Linked DNA regions of Mus musculus: regions 1 and 2 are each linked to region 3. Evidence: chromatin contacts called from public Hi-C and promoter capture Hi-C data. All regions are on one chromosome and are shown on one strand. The core of a region is the stretch at or near the end of the contact, and the rest is flanking DNA. Distances in the headings are between cores, read along the strand shown.

What was found. Promoter capture Hi-C pulls out the DNA fragments that hold promoters and counts their contacts. A called contact is a pair of places that touch in the nucleus more often than the background predicts.
Region 1: a contact with region 3 is called in a promoter capture Hi-C map of embryonic stem cells, with 2.3 times the contacts expected there. The contact joins the promoter of Bcl2l15 here to the enhancer-like site in region 3. A contact is called at or near these places in 10 of 39 promoter capture datasets (3T3-L1-derived adipocytes, cranial neural crest, embryonic stem cells and 6 more) and 1 of 115 datasets of contacts at active chromatin or transcription factors (embryonic stem cells).
Region 2: a contact with region 3 is called in a Hi-C map of the N1E-115 cell line, with 2.1 times the contacts expected there. The contact joins two enhancer-like sites. A contact is called at or near these places in 3 of 484 Hi-C or Micro-C datasets (the N1E-115 cell line, nephron progenitors and uterus) and 1 of 115 datasets of contacts at active chromatin or transcription factors (SST interneurons).

Annotation. Positions count from the first base shown.
Region 1 is chr3:103,831,310-103,834,009 of GRCm38.p6, forward strand. Bcl2l15 (BCLl2-like 15) reads left to right here and starts at 1,387. Exons shown (of 4, transcript NM_001142959.1): 1 at 1,387-1,658; 2 at 2,047-2,168. The coding sequence starts at 1,523.
Region 2 is chr3:103,682,609-103,685,308 of GRCm38.p6, forward strand. No RefSeq gene overlaps it. Among named protein-coding and RNA genes, the nearest start is that of Olfml3, 54 kb to the right of the region's middle. Within about 2 kb of position 1,318, at least 88 of the 459 cell types and tissues checked have an H3K27ac peak or open chromatin away from gene starts, as enhancers often do. A contact at or near this core is called in the N1E-115 cell line, where this site is marked.
Region 3 is chr3:103,418,513-103,421,212 of GRCm38.p6, forward strand. No RefSeq gene overlaps it. Among named protein-coding and RNA genes, the nearest start is that of Gm25869, 7.6 kb to the right of the region's middle. Within about 2 kb of position 1,394, at least 78 of the 459 cell types and tissues checked have an H3K27ac peak or open chromatin away from gene starts, as enhancers often do. A contact at or near this core is called in the N1E-115 cell line, embryonic stem cells and second pharyngeal arch cranial neural crest, where this site is marked.

The DNA.
Region 1 (2,700 bases), core at 137-2,636, 410 kb after region 3:
TCCTGCCAAGGTTCCAGGAGCCTGAGTTTCCGTGAAACTCTTTGCCTCAGGACGGCGTCCAAGCCTTCAGGCGTCCAAGCCTTCAGGCCTGTCACGCAGACTTCACTCGAGTGGGTGTGGCATCCGTCTATCTGTCTGTCTATATTTGTTCTTTTGTTCATTCATTCATTCATTTAGAATGGGCAGAAAATAGAATATTGCTTCTGACTATGTTGCAGGATAGAAATCCCATTCTGAATAACTGACCTACTGTTGATGCTTGAATTTCTTACTGTTACAATTGAAGCTGTTTATTTTACTGGAAAAGAGAAATGTGGGTGTTAGGTTTGCTGGTAGGTTAGAATGATGTATCTGAGACCCAGACCACAAAGTCTCTCCAGCTAGAGGCTGCCTTATTAATGAAGCCAAGCCCAGATTTGAGAATAGGGCACCGCTGTGCTTGAAGGAATGGGAATCTGGGCAAAAGAGAAATATTTTCAAATCTTATTTTCTGTGTTTTTGAGACAGGGTTTCTCTGTGCAGCCCTGGCTGTTCTGGAACTCACTCTGTAGATCAGGCAGCCACTGCAGGCGAGTGTTCAAGCCTGAGTTCTCCTAAAAACAATAATGAAGTTTAATACTTCAGGACAAACTTCTTGTTAAAGAATGAATCACGGTTTCCTGATTACTAAGCTTTGAGCTAAACAAAGGATATTTACCATTTGCCACATACCAGACATTGTCAGATCATTTCAGATAGTGTTATCTTAATTTGTATAATTTCCCTTTGAAATATCTTGTTACTTTAATTACTCAAATGCCCAACCAGGGTTTTTCCTCCACTGTCCTGGCCTTTATCTTTGCCAGCCTTCCACGAGTCTTAGTCCTTTACTTATTTTATTTTATGTTAGTTTTGCCTAATAAATCCCTAGCCTCAGATGTCACTACTGTAAGGCAGCTTCCCCAGCCTATTGGCTTTTGTCCTCTCCTCATCCACCGTATCTCAAGGGCACAAGAAGCTCTGTGATTTGTCAGTAGCTGCCATTTCTGCTGAAATGTACACTTCACAAGGAGCCATGCCTGTGTCATTTTCTGTGTTGTCTATAGTGCCAAGTATAGTCTTCTACATACAAATGTTCAGTAAATAATTTGTCTAATTGTGCCAAAGGGATGCCCAAGTCAGAAGTTGACCTCTGGTATCTCACCTCCCTTGAAATTACATCAGTTACAGAACCTAGCAGGAAGTATTTCTTAAATTACTCAAGAGAACCTTCTTCAATTCATTACAATTGCTCAACTTACCTCTTCAGTTTATTTCAGCTATAGATAGTTTATCTGTAAGAGCTATCCATTACTCTTACATACTGGCAAGGGTGTGGTTCTGAGATAAGGAACTGCAAAGTCTTTGTCATCCCCTTTGAGCAGTTTCATTTGGAAAGTTAATGGGAACTATTTTAGGACATATCCAATTAGGAAGCAATAAGAGGTAGGCAGCCACAACTGGTTTGCCAGGTTCTCTAACTTCCTGCTAAGCTTTGTGGAGAATGTCTAAAATGAAAAACCCTCGGACTTTTGAGGAGCAAACAGAATGCATCGTGAATTCTCTACTCAAAGACTTCAGGACCCCACTATCCCACGCTGCTAACCGGAACCTATCGGGTGCAGATGAACCATGCTCAGGTAAGGCTCCTAATCTGAGGTGGTGATTACAGGTGGGTAATAGAACCAGAGTCTGCTTCCTCTAGTTCCTCTCAAGCTTTAAAAAGCGAGTCCTAAACTTTTAGCAACATTTGAAATAAAGGATCTTCTCAATAGAGAAGATTATATGACTGCTACTACTGAGAATAGACAATGACAAAACTGTTTAAAAGAATTGCAAAAGTAGCAGAGGCTAGCCTGGTCTACAGAGTGAGTAGACAGCAAGGGGTACCTAGAGAAACCCTCTCTCTCGGGGGTGGGGGGTGGGGTGGGGGGTGGGGGGGGACCAACTATAGAACATTTCTGTTTTGCTGGGATTCAGGAGACTTTCCGTTCCTTCAACATGGTGAACATGTTTTCCCTGTCTTAGGAGAGGATTACTCTTTTGATGTGGCTATCATTGTTGGCCGCCTTCGAATACTGGGTGATCAGTTCAATGGAGAGCTGGAAGCTTCTGCCAATAATATCATTGCGGTAACCATTGGAGGACAGGTCAGATTTTTGCTTTTTAATGTTGTTTGCTGTTCTATTCTATTTCAAGCTTTAATTTCCTCCCTCCTTCCTTCCTTCCTTCCTTCCCTGTTTCTGTATACTAAAAATAGAAATATTCTGTGAGGATTTGGAGGTATATGTTTGTTCAAGAAGCTATAGAGGGAAATGTGATTGCTAATTCTTCAGACATTAATAAAAACCCAGTACTATAGAAGGAACTCATCTTTATCAGAGCTGCCCTTTGTGTGCATAGATCATGTTCATAGTTAACTATTCTTTGAAAATAATCTTTTATGTATATTTGTTATTATTAATTATTACTATTACTGTATGATGTGGGGAGGGGGACACATGTGCCACTGCATGTCTGTGGAAGCCAGAGGACAATATTGTGGAATTCTCCCTTTCCACCTTTGTGTAGGTTTAAGAGATTGAACTCGGGTCACCAGGCTAGTGTGGCTAGTATCTTTATTCCATTATTCATATTTTTAGTGCTTAATTTTGTTGGGAGTGGGCTCTTCCCCTTATCCCA
Region 2 (2,700 bases), core at 68-2,567, 260 kb after region 3:
GCACTGTTTGGTCTCAACTCACTGCACAAATGACTAACACTTCCTAAACTCAGAGATGAATCAGCCAGGTTACCAGCTCCTGCCATCCTTCACACAGGCCCGCTGACCTCCTCCAGTGTCAAATGCAGTGCAGCGCAGCCCAGCTCAGCCTGGCCCTGGTTTCCTGGAAATGCAAATGCATCTTGTCCCTGTCTGCCCACCCAGAATGTACTCAAGCCCACATTTCCAGACCAGGGCATCCCAGGTTTGGGTTTTTCCCTTCTTATTTTGCTTTTACTCTTTTGCTGTACAGCACTAATGAAGCCATCTTCTGCAATGTTCAATCCCCATGTCTGACTATAACAAGATCTGCCCACAACTGAGCAATACAACACACCCCCACATCCCATAGAGAACCTTTGCAATCTATTATATTGTGACACCACAGTTCTCTAAAAAAAATTTTTTTAAACACACAATAACAACAAATAAAATTCCTTCCAGGGAAAGAGAAAGCTCACTCCCACTTCACAGACACCCCCTTCTCCCCCCCCCCCCCCCGTGAGAATTAATCTACCTAAATCTCAAAGCCTCAAAGTTCTGGGCCTAGCCAATAGCCAAGCGCCTGTAATGGGCTCCCCAGCTCACCCCACCTCACCATCCGCCCCAATTTCTTCAATCTGCTCAGCAACCAGAGCCATTAAATCTAGAAAACTAATTTGCAAGGAAAACAATGAAAAGGGCAATAGTTTCTCGGTCGGATTCTAATGTAAAGTCCCACCAGGACTGGAGCGTTGTAAAGCCCGGGGAGGGGTGCCTGGAGAGAACCAACGATTAACACTCAAAGCCCCAGCGCTTCGGAAGCTGACCCGATGCAAAATGGAAATCTGCCCTATCCCACGGGGGCCAGCACTCAGGTTCACATTATTTATCCTGCAAACCGAGTTGCTAATAGCAAGCAATCACCGGCTTGCTCCCCCGCAGATCAGGGGGAGCCTGCAGAGTTTGCAGAGCCATCCCAGGACACCTGTCTGGGTTACTTAGGAGCGGTGCTGTTCGGGAAAGGGAAAGGCAGGGAATAAAGCTGGAGAGTGGGAGGAGAGGACGAGCCAGAAAGGCCAGGAGGGGCTGAGCCGCAGGGAACGCAGCTGGTGGTCTTTGCCCAGCCCCTATAGACAGCTGACCTTGGTGTGTGTCGGGGTGGGGGTGGGGGTCGACTCTGCCATGGTCTGTTCCCCAGGGATGGGGGTGGCACTCGGAGATTGGTAGATTCACCTTGAGTCATCCAATGAGTCACTAGCAGAGGGCAGAAATAGATCTTATGAGCCACTGTTCTTGTCACAGCATCTTGTTTCTGCAACCAAGACTCCTAGGAGGGGAGGGATCAGAGTGCTGCACACAGCCAGGCTGGTTCATTTGATGAGAGGACTTCTTCCCAAGTCTGCTCCCATTCCCAAGGGAAGTGATTAAGAGCCAAGAACCAAATCAAATTCTCTGGCCAAGTCAGGCACTCTCTTCACATCAAGTACACCTGTTAGCCATCCCTACCGAGCAACGTCAAGTCCAGCTGGGATCCTCAGCTCTCGTGGGAAGCACACGCATCCGGGAAAGTTTTCTCTTTCCTCTTAACTTGTAGTCTTTTAGGGCTTAGGACAGAAATACAGCTGTCTACCTGACATCCCATACCTTCAGCCCAATGTCTTCAGAAAGCAGATGTAATCTTGTTAGGTACCCATTCATGGCTTTGTACTGTTTGGAAACTTAGCCTTTATTATTATTCAAGTACAGTTGGCTTTGGAAAAAATAGTTTGTTCTCAGTTTTCAAGAAAAAAGCAATCTGCCACACTATCCAGAGCCACATGGGGACACCTATGGGCATTCAGGAATAGGTAGGAACAGAGGGGAGTCCCCCTAAAGTCCTCTGCAGTATGGACCCATTGAGTAACCAGGTGTAGAATTAACTACATTTCAGCTTAAGCTGGAGCCTAGACACTGTTCCCAGTTGCCTCCTGGCTGACCGTGAGGAGATTAGAGCAGGTGGAGGGAGGTCCAAGGTGTGAAAGCCTGATTTTTAAAAAAGTATTTTGGAACATGGACTCTGCATTGGCTGATTTGTGCACAAACAGACCTGAGCAAGCAGTTTACGGTGTCTGATAACTGAGTGGTCATAGAAGGAAAGGTTTCCAAGAGACAGCAAAGCCCCCTGGGGACAAGGCATTTGTCAAAAGAACATCACAGGTGCTGCAATTACCTTTGTAGATGCTGCAACCATTTTATGACCCTAAGAGAAACCAGTTCTGGAGAAACTAACACCAGCACAGTCCCTAGGCCCAGCCTCTGATGTTCTCACACCATGAGCTAGCAATTGCCTTCCTGCTTCAGCTGCTTCTAGTCCATCAGTATTCTATACTAAAAATACCCTAAGACCATCTTTTCAGCTTACTCTAAGATCTGCCTGTGTTCTTGTTGCACTAGATTTGTTTATGTTGTTGAACTAAAATTGCTCTTTAGAGAATGAGTTTGATGTTTAAATTTACTTCACCCCACCCCAGCCACACCCCCATCCTCACCTCACCTCATCCCACCCCACACTCACACCCTCCACCCCAACCCCCTCCCCACCCTCCCCTCTCCCACCCCACCTGGGGATTACAGGAGCTGCAGATGGCACAGAGTGTGGCCCATCACATTATTTTCCAGTTTTGAAGGGCTTGGCCTCAC
Region 3 (2,700 bases), core at 144-2,643:
TACATTACAGTTTTGAAAATACTTACCTATTTGTTTTTTTTTAAATGGGTACCAAAGTGTGTGTGTGTGTGTGTGTGTGTGTGTGTGTGTGTGTGTGTGTGTGTGTGTAGGTCAGAGGGCAGTATTTAGAGGCCATTATCTCCTTCCATCACTGTGGGTCATGGAGATGGGACTCCGGGTTATCTGGCTTGGTGGGGGTGCCTTTACTATTTAGTTATGTCTCTGACTCAGGATGAAATTTTTAAAAGTTACTTTTAATACTTTTCGATTTTGCTTACATATCTTGTTTTGTTTTGTTTTGTTTTGTTTTGTTTTGTTTTGTTGATTTTTTGAGACAGGGTTTTTCTGCATAGCCCTGGCTGTCCTGGAACTCACTCTGTAGACCAGGCTTGCCTCTGCCTTCCAAGTGCTGGGACTAAAGGCGTGCGCTACCACACCTGGCTTGCTTACATATCTTACATGTAGCATTTCTAAGACCAATGAAGTCATTGATTTTTATTAAAAATTGGAAGGAAATTGTTGGAAAAAAATTGTCTCTGTAGAGAGCCAACACTCAGAAGTCAGTGGGTTGGAAGTGACCTGGGGAACTACTGAGTGCCACTTTATGATGTGAGGAAGAAGAGGAGACCCAAGCAGTGACTTGCACAGACTCCCTATTCAGTCCCTGGAAAAGGAAAGCCATCAGTTATTAGTAGTCAATGACTGGTCCATCATCTCTTCTCTGGAGTGTGGTAGGAGGACTTACTGAGTTCTATTGTCCTGCTGTTCTCAAAATGTAAAAGACTGAATTGGCCCTACCTTCTCTAGCACCTGGGAGCCCTAACTGTGTTCAAGACAGGAAGGACAGAACAATGGAATCATGAGCCTGGCTTCTGGGCACCTTAGCAAAGTGAGAAAGGTTTCTTCTGACCCTTTACGTTTAAGTTCCTTGCCTGGATGTCTCCCTTCTTCCTGACCTAACCAGAGAAGCCGCGTGTCTGTAACACAAGAGCCCTTTGACAAACAGAAGGATGTTTCCAGAGGAAGGACCCAAGAGTCCTCTTGAAAATGGAGTCTCTAAGGCGGCTGCTGTGCTCTGGAGAGAGAGCGATCAGCTCTGGAGGCTTTAAGTTGCCCTCCAGGTTGCAGATCGCCCCATCTCTTCCTAATCATAGAAAGAATTTCTTGTTGGATTTTTTTCAAGTGATTTTCTGGGAGTCATCAAAATGGCTGGGAGTCCTGCTGTAGTTAGGGAGGTCTGTCACAGGACTTTGTCAGTTGCTAGAACTCTGGAGGAGGAGGTCTCCTGGGTCTGGTCTGCCTGCCTTTGTGTGGTGACTTCTCCCTGACCTCTCTGTGTGTGATCTCTGCCAGACCCGCTAGCGCAGAGCTCCTTTTCAGTAACTCTTCCCTGACATTGTGCTGAGCCCACTGTTTCCCAGCATTCAGTGGCTCTCTGGTGACCTTAATGGGAAGGGAGCCAGCCTCCGGCAAATCTCTTTTTTTGACAATAGAGAAACATGACTGGGAAGCAGGCAATAAATACAGATCCAGGGCAGCAAAGATGGAAACCTGCTGTTTTGTCCAGCTGCATCAAGGCATAGAATCATGCAGGAATCTGTCTTGTCTGATTTGACCTGCTCATGTTCCTGCATGCATTCTTGCTTTCTCAGCTGCCAGCAGAGGGCTGGAGAGGTTTGTCTGTAATCCATCTAGCCCTTCCTGTCTCTTCAACATACCACAGATGACTTCAGGAGTTAACAAGCTGCCATTAAAGTCATGTCTCACTCAGGATATGTTTGAGGGTATGGCAAAGAAACACAACCAGGCAGGGTTTGAACTGTTTAGGAAACAATGTATCCTTTACTGACACTCCAGACTCTTTAATTGACTACATCCTATGTACCAGGTACTGTATTCAGTTCAGGGCAGCAGAGTAAGGGGGTGTGGAGATATTGCATGTAGGGAAGTCTCAGGGGTTCTGAATAGCTACAGTAAGGGATAACATATGGCTCCCATTGTTTTTGGGGGGAGAGTGAGAGAGAGAGAGAGAGAGAGAGAGAGAGAGAGAGAGAGAAGATAAAAATATGTTGGCTCATGCAGTTCGATTCTTAATGAAAAAGATGGAAAAGCAAACAATGTGCTCAAAGCTGGGTGCTGTGAAGACAGAATGTGGGAGCTGAATCAGCGAGGAGAATGGAGGCAGTGGAAGTTGAGGTCAGGTCAAGGAGGATTCTCTGAACAGGGGAAGCTGGGACTCAGGATGAATGGTGGTGAGCCCTCCAACCCCTGCAGTTAACAGTGGATGAAAGCAGACTCCAGACAGGGCCAGCAGGATATGCAAATGCTTGCAGGCACGAGGGAAATTATGAATACATTGTATTGATGGGAGAAGGAGCCAGCACTGTGTGTCTCTGTGTGTGTCCCCGCTAGCGTGCATGTGTAAAGTAGGGTGTCTAGGGAAACAGAAATGAAGTAAGATTGACATTTCTACCCTGGGCTTCAGGGGACACTGTGAATCCAGTAGGACTGGAAACCGCTCCAAGCACTCAGATCTTAGCTGACCCAAAGGAAAGTCTGCCCGCTATTTAAGGCAACACCCCATTTCCAGGACGCAGACCGCTCCCTGGAGAGATGCCCACTCACATCCGAGCTTACAGATCTCGCTGAAAAGCCCTTGCGTGGCTTTCACACAATCAAGATCTCTGTTTATAAAGAAGG